2 separate regions of the Danio rerio genome follow, and region 2 is linked to region 1. Evidence: chromatin contacts called from public HiCAR-type data. All regions are on one chromosome and are shown on one strand. Each heading gives the region's core, a stretch centred on a gene start, on an enhancer-like site or on the middle of the called end of the contact. The rest is flanking DNA. Distances are from core to core; before and after follow the strand shown. Region 1 has its middle 210 kb from the start of tbx1. Region 2 overlaps txnrd2.2 (thioredoxin reductase 2, tandem duplicate 2).

Region 1 (7,494 bases), core at 1,544-4,043:
TACAATGTACATATTGTGTAAACACATGTTTTTACATTGTACGTATTTAAATACCTGCACTGAAAAAATGATTCATTGGATTTATTTATTTATTTTTTAAAGGTAAGTGGTTGCAAACTACACGGGGAGAACATGCAAACTCCACACAGAAAGGCCAACTGACCCAGCAGGGCCTTGAACCAGCGAGCTTCTTGCTGACAGGCAATCACGCTACCCACTGCGGCACCGATACGCCCAAGTTGAACATTACCCAACTTAATTTGTTTGTTTAAATTTAGCCCATACAAATTGTTTGCACCAAATCTGTTCTTAACCTTACCCATATCACACTTCTGTAGCCCCAGAATATCAAATTTATATCAAAACCAAAGGCCAGTTACTTTAAAAGTCACTCTTTCAGTTTGCTCTGGGTGCACCTTTTTTGCTCAGATACTGTGCACATCATGTACTGCAGCATCTAGGTGGACAGCAGAAATATTTGATCATCCGCATTCAACAGAACAAGCAGGCGCAAACTGACGTTTGGTTCATTTATCCAGGTGCCTGAAGACCAGCAGATAAACATCTCACCCAAAGCAAGAATAACACAACGTCCCATTGAGGCTGAGTAATTACCTGTTCTCCCTCCCAATGTCACTGATGAATCACCTGTGATAATGATCTCGCACCACCAACCAGCAATGAGACCAACTCTGTCTGTCACACTGCAAACGCAACAAAGATTCCATTTACTTCCAATAACTGAGCACCAGAAGGGGATTACAGAATAATATTGGCATATGCAATTGAGAAAAATCCTGCAACCCCAATCCAAAAAAAAAAGTTGTTTTGTTTTAAATGAAATAAAAATGAGAATATGTGATTAATTAGATCTCTTTAAACATTATTTAATTTACAAAAGTACAAAGTTAATATTTAAAAAAAAATTTTGCTATTGCTAATTAACTTTGCTATCAATTACAATGAATAATTGTTTGGAAATACACAAAAATATGTGATTTATCAGTTATTTTTTTAACCTTAAATTTACAAAGGTACATAAAATTAAAAATAAATAAAATGAATCCAAAAAGGTAAAAAAAATAATAATAATAATAATAATATAAAATAAATCATTGATTGACAAAAACAAGAAAATATATTTTTAAAAAAATCCTGATCCTTGATTAACTTTGCTATCAATAATGATGTATAATTGTTTGGGATTTGATTTTTTTAATTAAATAAAAACAAGAAATTGGCTTTATTAGTTCTCTTTAAACTTTAAATGATTTACAAAGGTAAGAAGAAAAATACTGATACTATTAAACTTTGCTATCAATCACAATTTTAAATTGTTTGTTTGTTTTTTTATATATAAAAACAAAAGATACATGATTTAATTGTTCGTTTTAACCTTTATTTATGTTCCAAAAGTACAAAGAAAATAACTTCAGTTTTTCCTGATACCAGGTTAACTTTGCTATCAATAACAATGTATAACTGTTTGGAATTGTATTTATTAAATGACATAAAAGCAAGAATATGTGATTTATTAGATGACTTTAACCTTTAAATAATTTACAAAGGTAGTATCAAAAAAATACTGATCTCGATTAACTTTGCTATATCAATTATGAGTTTAGATTGTTTGGGAATTGTTTTTTTTTTTTATAAAATAAAAACAAAAATATGTGATTTGTTTGTTTGTAACCTTTAAAGTATGAAGAAAATATTTACCATTTTCCTTATCTTTTGTTAACTTTGATTAATAACAATGTATAATTGTTTGGGATTTTAAATTTTAAATGAAATAAAAACAAGAATATGTGATCTATTAGTTCTCTTTTAACATTTATTTAATTGACAAAAGTACAACCAGAAAATAATTATCTGTCCTGATCCTTGATTAACTTTGATATCAATTACAACTATTTGAGGTTTTTTTTATCAAAATTATCCAAGCAAAATTGTTGCCCAATAATGCATGATACAAGATTTCACCATGATCCTTTCCATGATTAGTTCTACACTTACATCAATAAAAGACAAATCTTAACTACAGGCCAGTCAAGCAAACTCACTCGGTTACTACAAAACCACTGAAGCCATGAAAACCTCACCTATTACCAGTCCTACATACTTTCAAAGCTTTAAAACTGTATATTCTACTGTATAACCTTTTTACTTCTATTTTGCTTCTGGTTTAACATTTTTTGCAGTGGGTTGCAGCCATTAAACTTTTTATATATTATTACATACATTTACTTAAAAAAAATGCTATAGAAAAAATTGACAAATAAAACATGTTTAAGAGAATTAACAAAACACATATTCTTCATTTAATTTTTTCAGATTCCGGGTCATATTTTTGTGGAGATAGCATACATATGGAATGTGCACCCCAGTTGAAAGACGCTGTCACTTGCCTTTGTTGCATTGCTGTTTGTTGTGCTTAGACACACAATCAGAACGCAACTCAGATGTTGAGTAAAGCAGGTATCTTGTTGCTACAAAAGCACTAATGGTTAGATGTGGCTTAAGGCTAACAATGCTAACCTCGTCCTCACCTCCCCTGCACATTTGAACAGGATACAAGATAGCTTGTGTGAAGGGGATATGTATGAAAACTCAATTTATCACAAATTCTGCCAGAATGATGCATTTGTGCCCTGTGGCAACAAGCTAATCTGATACGCTGACCAGAGGCTAGTTTACAGAGCAGGAGCTAATGCTCAGCATGTAGAACACTGTGATTTCCACAACAAAACATAAATCTGTCTACTGGCGCGCTTTGTAAGGAGCAAATGAGTCACTTCCTTGTATCTGGCACAGGTAGTGAACAGGCAAGTTGTGTTTCTTTGGAAAACGTTGCCAAGCTAATGACTAGCAATTTAGAAATAAGTTACTGCTACTATTTAATTGCATCGTTCCAGGTAAATAATTGTGTCGAATGCCAGCATGTGCTTGCATAGACTTGAATGAAAGAAGTTTAGTCGCATTTTAGACTTACAACACATCATATTGAACACATTAGCCAATCATGCTAACGTAAATACTGAAGACAACATATAGGAGCCTGCTGCTCTTTTGAAGCCAGCCTCGTTTATCTTAACAGAATGTGACAGCAGTCATTGTACAATAATAAATAGCACCACCTGATACTGTAAAGTGTCTTTGAACATATAGAATGTTACACAGAAGAAAAAGGAATAGGATGAACAGATAGCTTTCCTCTTGTTACCTACGGCTCTCTTACAGTCTCATCTCTTGGTCCTTTATGTCCAAGCATGTTCTGTACAAAAGAGAGATGTTCATGACTTCTTGCCCCGAACACGATCTTAGAGAGTAGTGTTTCAAGACATATGTAACAAGGGTTAGCAGATGAACAGGAACCTTTAGGGTTTAGGTTTATATATATATATATATATATATATATATATATATATATATATATATATATATATATATATATATATATATATATATATATATAAAATGATAATGCACAGATAAGTGTGCTTTAGGGTTGCCCATTTAACTTCTAATTTGATGTTGATTGATTATATGTGAACCTGGATCACAAACTAATCATAAGTGTATAATTTCTGAAATTGATATTTATAAAAATGAGAAATGAATAAACAATCTTCCCACTAATTTACAGTATGGTTTCAGTGTTTCCTCCAGGATTTTTTCCAGCTGTGGCGGCAGACTCTGTTTGCCATTTTACACAGATCTACCACTACATGTGGCGTAATTTCATTGACAAATGTCATGGGTGCAGTATTGAGTCGAGATCGCATTCATGTAAGAGCCTATGAGCATGTCAATCTCTGCTTGAGCATCGATTTCTGTTTGTGCACAAAACGTCTTGCGCGCCCTCAAATATACGCTGCTCAAGTGCAGATTTTCTTGCGCTCTCAAATAAACGCGGCTGAAGTGTGATTTAGTGCATTTATGTAGCGAGTATGTCACCAACATTTATTTGATTTGCTAGGAATATTTATGAATGTCTCCGATAGACTTGCAGAGCGGACCGCGGCATTAATGCATCCTGAAGTAAAGTGAAACGGCTATAAACTCCAGCAAAATAAAGTCATTATATGGAGAGCCACAGACCTTTATCTATAAATAAAGTATAATTATGGAAACTGTGTTCATCATATCTAAAAGCTACGTCTTGTTTGCTGGTCTCACGCATCACGCACCTGTCAGTCAGTCAGCACGTCACCTTAAAGGGTTAAACAGAACGCACAGCACTACTATGGTCACAGAAAAGTTTGCGCTGTTATTATTCACTTACTTTTTCATACGTTTTCGGTGTGATTTTAACCCACTATATTTAAAAAACGACCGAATATTTTGAATAAGAAGCTGTAATATAGCCGCGGTGGGATGAATTTTGGTGTGGCGCCCTGCCACGGAAGAATGAATGTAGCGGAAACCATGGGTTTGTTAGGATAGGACAATATTTGGCAAAGACACAACTATTAGAAAATCTAGAATCTAAGAATTCAAATAAATCTAAACACTGAGAAAGTCACCTAAAAAGCTGTCAAGATTTCATATATTTACAGTAATAAACTGACTACATATATTTATGGAATATGATCTTTACTTAATATTGTAATGATTTTTCAGCATAAAAGAAAATTTTTGACCAATACTATGTATTTTGGCTATTGATTTTAATTGATTTTGTGGTCAGGTGTCAAATATATGAATAAATAAAACAAACAAACAAATATAGTTAATGTGTTGTGTTGGTGGGCGGATGGACGGATGGATGGATGAATGGATGGAGATTTGATTTGAATGGATGGATGGATATTTGAATGGAATGGATAGATATTTGATTTGGATGGATAATTGATTTGAATGGATGGACGGATGGATATTTGATTTGGATGGACGCATGGATATTTTGGACGGATGGATATTTAGGACGAATGGACATATGGATGGATGGATGGAGGAATGGATAATTTGATTTATTTGATTTGGATGGATGGATGGATGGAAGGATGGATGGATGGATGGATGGATGGATGATTTAACTTGGAATGAATGGATGGATATTTGATTTAATGGATGGATTTATGGATATTTGATTTGGATGAATAGATAGATGGATGTTTGATCTGGATGGATGGATGGATGGATGGATGGATGGATGGATGAATGGATGAATGGATGGATGCATGGATATTTGGGACAGATGGATATTTGGGACGAATGGACAGATGGATGGATGGATGGTTTGGGTGAATGAGTGGATGGATGGATGGATGGATATTTGATGTGGACAGATGGATAGATATTTGATATAGGTGGATGGATAGCTATTTGGGATGGATAAATGGATGAATGGATGGACTTGAGATGGAAGGATGGATGGATGGATGATTTGATTTGGATGGATGATTTAATTTGGGATGAATAGATGGATGGATGAGAGATGGATGGATATATGGATGGCTATTTGATATGTTTGCATGGATAGATGACGGTAAGATATATGGATCAAAAAGGGTTGCATTGACTGACAAATAGCAATGCCTGGTTACTTGTCTTTTGGTCTGGCTGCGTTCTCTGGTCTGGTCCAGTCTGCATGGCACAGTGTGTTTATATGGACTTCATGGATAGAGACGTTCGACCCCCAGCAACAACAGCTGCCAACTCCAACCAAGAGACAGAGAGAGCAGACAGGAGAAAATAAGCAAAGAAAGCAAATCTGAGAAACCCATACATTGCTGCTTCCTGCTCTCTGTGTCTTAAAAACACACACACACACACACACACACACACACACACACACACACACACACACACACACACACACACACACAGAGAGAGAAAGAGAGAGAGAGAGAGAGAGAGAGAGAACAGGAGAAAGGCTTCCCACCATCAAAATGCAGGATTCAACCTCAAGGGACACACCGCACTGGATGTACACAAAACTTTATATGGCGTCCGTCTCCGCTGACTGAGAATTCACAGGAGGCCTTTAATTTCCTATGTAAACCATTGGGGTTTGTTTTTGGGGTTTGCATTCATGTCTTTTGGGTAAAATGACTGAATCACAGCCTGCAAATTTGCATGGCTCTACACATAAACCACAACCAGCTCAATATAAAGCTTTAAGCCTTGTACAGACATTCTGGCACATGGCAACAGAGATTTCTGTTCCCATCTCAAAGTATTTTGTACCGCTTTGGGCTTAACAAGTTTTAGCTCAGTGTTTCACAGTGGTAAAATCCTGCTGAAGGTTTGCTGAAAAGCAATGTTATGGTGAATAAATGACAACAGAATACATTTTATACTAACAGTCAGTAGCTAAGTTTCCATTTAAAGACGCAAATTAATTTTTGCGCAAAACTGGAATACCGCATAAAAGACGTGAAAATAAAGCAGCATTTCTATTCGATGAGTCAAAGACAACAAAATCGTCTCTTTCTGATTAACTGGCACCATAAATCAACAGTAAAAATGTAATTTGCTGTGGTAGGAGAAGCTGCATGAATCTTTTCTTTATTTTTTAAATGACCTACACCTCAGAAGACAAATGCTGACATGCAATGAACCTGGGGTGGCGCTTGAAGATGTGGATGTGGAGCACAGACGCTCCCGACAGTTCTGGAGGTCTTTAATAACATAATAACACCAATACTGACATGCAAGGCACTTTAGAACGACCAAAACAACATTTCAGATGTTTTACAATGTGCTCAGCCTGATGGTTTGTCCATTCACACACATTTTTATCATCACATGATCTTTTATAACAAAATCACATCACCTTTTTAATGTGCATACAGAAATTTGTCCAGTAAAAGTGTTTTCAATGTAGTTTATGCGCATCTTTTCTTATTGAATAAAAAGTTTATACAACTCAGTTATGCGCATATATTTTTAATGCGCATTTTCAAATCGCATCCTGCCGTTTCCATCAACCGTTTTATTATGCGCATTAAAAAAGGTGGATGGAAACTTAGCTTGTGAGAGTGGCATGACACTCATAATACAGCATTTTTGTTTAATTTCACATATATATGATCATTTTGACAGTCTGATTAGATTTATTCAAAACTTGTCATAAATGTCAAGAAAAAAATAGTTATGTAAATCAGGGTTTCTGCAGGTTTCACTATGTTAAATTTAAGACTATTTAAGACATTTTATTGTTAATGAAATTTTTGACTTATACAGGGCTAAGAATTTTTTTCGAATATCCCAGTTAGAAAATATTTTCACTAGCCTCAACAAAAAATAATTAAAGTTGAATACATTTAATAATACAATAATATTATTTTGTTATTTAATTAATTTTCAAATGTATCCATTCATAAACCCTGTAACCCTTACCAAAAATAGAACTAAACATAGCTGTCAATTACTTCAGTCTACAATAATAATAATTTAATAATAAACATATAGATCAGGTCAGTATTCTTAGCAGTAAACAAATGGAGAATTTTTAGGCAAATATTACTGTAAGGAAAGTAATTACTG
Region 2 (7,494 bases), core at 2,323-4,822, 330 kb after region 1:
GGTTTGATTTATGCATCAACAGAAGCAGCACTGACTATATTGCATCTGATTTGTAATACTTAAACCTATATTTAAAGAAAATATTGTTTAAAATACCTTTATATAGCATTGAGTGGCATCTCTCTCAGCCACAGTGAACTCCAGCGGTTTGTAGAAAGCATGGTACACCTGTTAAACCAGACAACACAAGAAAACTATGATGCGCCAACGCTGATGACATTTCCTGAATCATCAAGCACTTGAGCTCGTCATTTCAGGACAAGTGCTGCTACTGTTATGGTTTGCATCTGTGTTTTGGTCTTAAACATTTTTGGGGTGCTGAAATCATGCATATTGAAGATGTTGAAGAGCGAATGTTCTAGCGTGCCAACACACGCCGCTCACAGCTGTCAGAGCCAATGAGATGCAGCGTTTCTGATCATCTCTCATCAACCTCTAGAAGCATCAGTCAGCCCTCCTGCGCACATGTCAATCAAACTAGAGGCACGCCCCTCTGTGAATGCTTAAGGCTTTAGAGCAATGCAGGTGTGTGAGGACTCAGTACATACACACGCACACACATATACACGTATACTGTAAGATATTTACAACAGCACACACAAATGCACAAATACTTATTATTAGACATCAAAGTTTTTCAGGTTTGCAATTTTCTTAGAAATAAATTACAGCATTCATCATCCTGATGATTCATGATGCTGAGAATTCAGATAATGAAATATATTGCTTGCTGTAATACTTGTTTACTGTGATTATTAATATTGTATTTATGATCATTCTGCAGTTTATAACTTCAAATTGCTGTATTACCTCAATCTGGTCTTTTCCATGTCTCCTTTCTGCCTCTTCTTCAGACAGACCTACACAGCCATATTCTAGTGGTGTGAACACTGTAGTAGCTACCTACACACACATACAAACATACGCAAACACACACCAAGAGAGAGAGAGAGAGAGAGAAGATGCACAAGCATACTAATTAACACATACTTTAAGCAAGTGTTTAAAAGAACTATTATGTGAGTTTGTGTGTTTAGCTTATTTCAATTAGTTATACAGGAAAACGCAGAACTTAAGATGTTTTGCCAAATTTATCCATAGCGCTAATTTGTATCTGCAGCCTCTGGGCAGGGTGTCGTCGCAAAATTTACAATATTGAGTTACTAATAATACAATACCCACATAAAATAATATATCACATCATAGTCAATCAAATAAAATAAAAAATTATATTAAAAATTGAAAAATCAATGATTAATTTTTTACATTTTACTTGAGCCAAACTTAAGTCTTTTTAAAAATGTTAAATGTGGTACTTTCTAACTTGCGTATATGTCTGGGACACATTTACAAGTTTCTTTAACAATGAATTTCATTGTGTGTTTTTGTTTTATTTATTTTGTGTGTGTGTGTGTGTGTGTACAGGTGAATGTTTAAACAACTAAAATTATTTCTAGATTTACATAAAGAAAAATTGTGCATAAGAAAGACTTTTTGGGGGGAAATAAATGTAATGTCTTATTATAATGTTTCAGTGTAATGTGTAATGTTTGTGAATATAACAAAAAATCTGCCAGCAACATTTGTGCTACAGTATGACATCAAGGCCTGTTTTTTTTTTTTTTTTTCAATAAAACAGAATTGAACATAATAAAATCTAATAATATCATCAATCTACTGCACTTCAGTGCAATTCTTCAGATTTAAAGTTAGTGTTGCTTTAATTCATCTACAGAGTTCACCAAACTTGAACTTTGCTTTAGAACACAGTAACAAAGCAATTTCTGTCTCCTGCAATAGCATGCATATGTACACAAGTCAACAGAACAACAAAAAAAAGTTCAGTGTACTGTGACTGGCCATTAAATGTTCATAAAAACAGACCACACAAAACCTAATTTCTATTTTTTAATTTAGATTTTTAGGGTGTCATATGTTTTTGACAGGTGTTATGTGATTTGTGATACACCCCAAAATATGAATCAAAAAGGAAAGAGAATGACAGCATATGTGTGCAAGGATAATCTCACATTCTCATAATTCATGAGCTCAGTGGAACGACCAGCCAGTCTGTGGGCCAGGAGTTTTCCAGCCTTAATGGCGGTGGGGGTCAACTCAGGACGACCCTGAAACAGAGCATAAGTAAACACCAGTTTTATTTCAATTACTAAACCTTAAGTAAAAGCTAAAAAGAAATGTCAATCAATCAATGAATCAATCAATCAATAATAAAAAGATCACATGAAAAATACACAATTTTAAATGAAAACTACAAAAGTAAATTATTATTGAATGGTTTATTAATTATTTTAGGGTGAAACGTAAATTATTACTATAGTAGACTCAATCTATAGTAGACTCAATTACTAAACCTTAAACAAAAGCTAAAGAAAAATAATCAATCAATATGACAAAACCATGTAAAGTGCTCCATTTTAAATGAAAACTACAAAAATAAAAAGGCAAACTATTAATGAATGATTTATTAACTATGTTAAGGTGAAACATCTATTAATACTATAATAGACTCAATTACTAAACCGTAAACAAAAGCTAAAGAGAAATATCAATATATCAATCAACCAACCAATCAATTAATCAATCAATCAACCAATCAATCAATAAGACAAAATCATGTAAAAAACACAATTTTAATTTTGATTTGGCATATCAGTGACAATTGTTTGTTTAGCTATAATTTTGTATCTTTCTCGTGATTTGTATTGTGCAGCACCTTGGTCAACCTTTGGTTGTGTTTAATAGTGCTATATAAATAAAATAAATGAATAAAAACTACAAAAATAAAGGTAAATTATTAATTAAAGATGTATTATTTCAAGGTAAAGTATCAAATAATACTTTAATTGACTGATTAATACTATAATACACTCAATTACTAAACCTTAAATGAAATCTAAAGAGTATTATCAATCAATCAATCAATCAATCAATCAATCAATCAAAAAGACAAAATCAATTCTGATGTAAACTATAAAAATAAAAATAAAGGCAAATTATTAATGAATGATTTATTAATTATTTTAAGGTGCAACATTAATTAATACTATAATAGACTGATTAATACTATAATATACTATATTTATGACTGTTCTGTCTAATTCTCGAATCTGAGTAAGTAATATGAGAACTCGTACAGCCTCTTCACCCCTATGTATTACTCCACCCTTACGCCCATTGGATCGGGTTTTGGTATTGGTAGATACTTAAACTCAGTCTCAAGGTCAAATAAACCTGATTGGGACATCCCTAGTAAAAATACCCTAAAAATAACACTTGCATGGATAATCAACAGAAAATCCAGTCTAAAATGAAGCACGCAAATCAGACAGTGCCCAACAACGCAACTGAAAAACAAATATTCTTTTTTTAGTTATACATTGCCTTGTTGTTAACTGTGCGTCTGTGTGCGATTAGCCCGATCAGACATTTCAAAGATTAGCATCATCTTAACATTACACAGTTGTCAATCACGATGATGATTACACAGCACAGAGGTGGACGGCTGCCAGTCAGCGCTGTGGAAAACATGCCTACAGTAACAACACAGGAACATGCAGCACCATGGGGCAAATTCTAATTCACTGACTAATGGCATCAGCAACAAGTCTGATAACTTCTGCACATCCTGCTGTCCAAGAAACCGCCTCGGGTGTGAAAAGAGAAAATGTGTGTGTGTGTGTGTGTGTGTGTGTACACCACCCAGAAAGCTATATAGTAAATGCATTTCTTGTCAGTATCCAGGTGCAGCTCAGCAACTCGCTTTCTTTTATTAAAAAAAAAAAAAGAAAGAAAGAAAATTGACACACTTTGAGAGTAAAAGGCGCTTATTCTGACTAGTTTTGTGGCAGTGTGTGAGTGTGTGTGCCAATGATCACACAGCTGCTGTGGATGACGGACGGCTATGATATTTGATCCCGGCTGCCAGTTGTGTTGGGGATGTTACAAGGCAACAACCTTCCAGGAGAGCGACTGAACTGACAGATATAAATATGCTGTGGATGTGTTGCTTTCCAGCTGTGCCGCCTTTTTGCAGTTTGATCAAGGCTTGGGGGGGGGGGGGGGGGGTATATTCCAGGAGCAGATTTTACAAGGCCCTATAAAGGTGGGGGATTTAGATAAAAAAAAAATCTAATGTTTTGTTGTTGTTGTTTTTGTTTACAAAATAATAATGTCAAATGCATACATTTAGCTTTTTAAATCACATTTTTTGTCCAGGTTATAGTTCAAATATCTAAAAAGTCTTAAATCAAGAAGCATTTTCTAGACAAGCAAAACATAGAAGTTTCAGAAGTAATAGGTCAAAATTAATGAGTTTTTCCTTAAAAAAAAAAAAAAAAAATTATATATGTACAAATATATAAACACACACACACACACACACACACACACACACACACACACACACACACACACACACACACACATATATATATATATATATATATATACACACACACACACACATACATATACATATATATATATATATATATATATATATATATATATATATATACATATATATATATATATATATATATATATATATATATATATATATATATATATACACACACACATATATATATATATATATATATATATATATATATATATATATATATATATATATATATATATATATATATATATATATGCAGTTGAAGTATATATACAGTCGAAGTAAGAATTATTAGTGGTGGACAGTAGCAGATAGCGAAATAAGACACAAATTCAAAGTTCCACATGAGGTTATTAATAAGCAAGTAATATAAATATTACAAACGTAAACATAAGGTAAGCAGGTTACATTTTAACCCCAAGTCCTAACAACACGCTACATGAGGAGATATGCAGTGATACGTAATTTGGCTGTTTGAACCAGAAGAAACATGATCGAAAATTAAATACAGCCATTCAGAAGCACAGAATATATGAGCACTTCCTGCACTCCAACAAAATGGTAAGGTTTATAATCTAATACATATTAAACCTCTTTAACATTATTAAATGTACATGCCAAATCACTGAAATTTGTTGGCTTGCACTGTGCCACAGTTCTATAGTTCACTTTCAAATGAATGGCAACAAATGTCATGGAAAAATCATAGCATTCCAACTCACATTGGTAGCATTTAACACTGAATAAGGCTGTGTGCCTTATTGGTGTATCTGATGTGATCATTGTCAGTTTTCTGTTGTTTAGCTGCAAAAAACAGAAGCTAAAGTAGAAATTTCAGGCGTTTTTTAGGACAAAAACTCCTTTTAATATGAAAAATATTCCTGCTTAGTTTAGTTTAGTTAGTTTAAACTTTATTGTCCGTTCTGCTTGACACAAAAAGGAAATTTTTCTTCAACACTGGATTTAGGACAACAATTACAAACATACACCAACGACACAATAACACTTACCAACACAACAACATAGGTTAAAAGTTTAAAAACCAAATTAGTCCCATGCACAATACTGCAAATCATACTTGGTAACCACCTCATTTCCTACAAACATTGATCCGGTTTAGAACAACAACTGCCATTGGGATAAATGACTTTTTATAGGCATTTCTTCGTGCTTTAGGAATTCTAAACCTGCGTCCTGATGGTAGCAGTTCAAATGCTGAGTGAAGGGGATGTGTATTATCTTTAAAAATCACAACTGCTCTTTTTTCCATAAAAGAGTCAAATATAATCTGCAATGAATGCTGTTTGTGACCAGTTATCTTATTTGCCTGATTTATAATTTGCACTAATTTCTTTTTCTGTTTAAGTGTTGTGTTACCGAACCATGAAACAATATTATATGTGAGAACACTCTCTATATCTATATGCCAAGTTTAAAGTCTGTGTACTAACATTAAAACTTCTCAATTTGGGGAGGAGATAGAGGCGCTGACTTGCTTTCTTATAAACCGCCTCTACATTACTATTAAAATTCAATTTATTGTCAAAAATTGTGCCTAAATACTTGAAATTTGAAACCTGCTCTACTATTTGTCCGTTTATGGTGACTGGTTTAAAGAGTTCAGTATCTATTCTTCTTGTTTGACTCCCCAGACATAACTCTTTTGTTTTCCCAATATTTAGGTGTAATGAACTTTTGCCAAACCAATCTGTAATACTATCAATATATCTAAAATATAACGAGCTATTTATTTATTTCTGACAGGAAACCAATGCCAGATCATCAGCATATTTTATGAGTGTGAGATTGTCATCAGTATTGCACTGCAGTTCATTAATATATATAGAAAATAAAAGAGGTGATAATACACATCCCTGAGGTACCCCTATATTTAAAACAGAGCAGTCAGACATAGCATGGTTAACACAGACACGTTGTGGTCGGTTTTTTAAAAACTCTCTGATCCATATAATCAACCAGTTACTTACTCCTAAATTATAAAGACGTTCTAAAAGAAGATTAGGTTGAACAGCATTAAAAGCAGCTGAGAAATCCATAAAAAGTATTCTAACATACGTATTTGGCCCATCTAGATGATGTTGAACTTTGTTTAAGAGAGTAAGAGAGGCATCCACAGTGCTCCTGTTGGCCCTATAAGCAAACTGCAAGGGATCCATTGTCTTCTCAACTTGAGAGGACAATTCCTTACACACTATTCGTTCCATACATTTACAAAGAACAGACGTAAGCGTGATTGGGCGAAAATCATTTAAGGACTTTACATGAGGTATTTTAGGTACTGGAATAACTATTGAATTTTCCAGGCTAATGGTACAAAACCATTGTCTAGAAATACTTGAAATAGTCTGGTGCACACATAACCCAATTGCTCCGCACACTCTTTTAAAACTTTCCCCTTCAGGCCATCTGGGCCAGATGCCTTGTGTGATTTAACATTATGAAGCACTGCAATAACCTCTCTTTCCTGTATGATCATGGTCTGTGACTGAGTCTTAGTTCCTACTATATCTAAATTATTAACACTGGACCCATTCGAATGATCAAATCTTGAAAAGTACGAGTTAAGGTTGTTTGCAAGACTGTAAGGATCCTCATATTGCTGAACTTTTTCCTTTTGTCTACCCATTAATATATCTAGTCCCTTCCATGCCTCTCTTACATCTCCTGTTTGTAATTTCTGCTCCACCTTTTCTTTATATTCATTCTGTGCACTTTTTATCTTACTTTTAACTACTCTGTTTAACTCCTTTACCTTCTGCTGATCATTCTGCAAAAAAGCTATTTTTTTCAAATTTAAAAAATATTTTAAATCTTTAGTTATCCATGGCTTGTTATTTGGATAGATTTTGACGCACTTAGATTTAACAACAGAGTTTACACAGAAGTTAACATAACCAGTTATTGTGTCATTAAACATTTCATAATTATTACTACAATCATAATCATTAAAAAATAGGTCCCACTCCGTACACTCGAAACACCCTCGTAGCTGTTCAATTGTGTCTTTGGACCATATCTGAACCTGCTGAATAGCCGGGTCGTTCTTCTTT

Evidence for each region. HiCAR-type assays count read pairs that join an accessible place to other places.
Region 2: a contact with region 1 is called in a HiCAR-type map of caudal fin, with 4 times the contacts expected there. The contact joins two enhancer-like sites.

Annotation. Positions count from the first base shown.
Region 1 is chr5:15,724,763-15,732,256 of GRCz12tu, forward strand. It overlaps a transcript of sema4c not described here. Among named protein-coding and RNA genes, the nearest start is that of tbx1, 210 kb to the right of the region's middle. Within about 2 kb of position 2,794, at least 2 of the 62 cell types and tissues checked have an H3K27ac peak or open chromatin away from gene starts, as enhancers often do. A contact at or near this core is called in caudal fin, where this site is marked.
Region 2 is chr5:16,049,254-16,056,747 of GRCz12tu, forward strand. It overlaps txnrd2.2 (thioredoxin reductase 2, tandem duplicate 2), which reads right to left. Exons shown (of 17, transcript NM_001353396.1): 13 at 2,031-2,126; 14 at 811-903; 15 at 97-168. It also overlaps a transcript of srrm4 not described here. Among named protein-coding and RNA genes, the nearest start is that of gnb1l, 33 kb to the left of the region's middle. Within about 2 kb of position 3,573, at least 5 of the 62 cell types and tissues checked have an H3K27ac peak or open chromatin away from gene starts, as enhancers often do. A contact at or near this core is called in caudal fin, where this site is marked.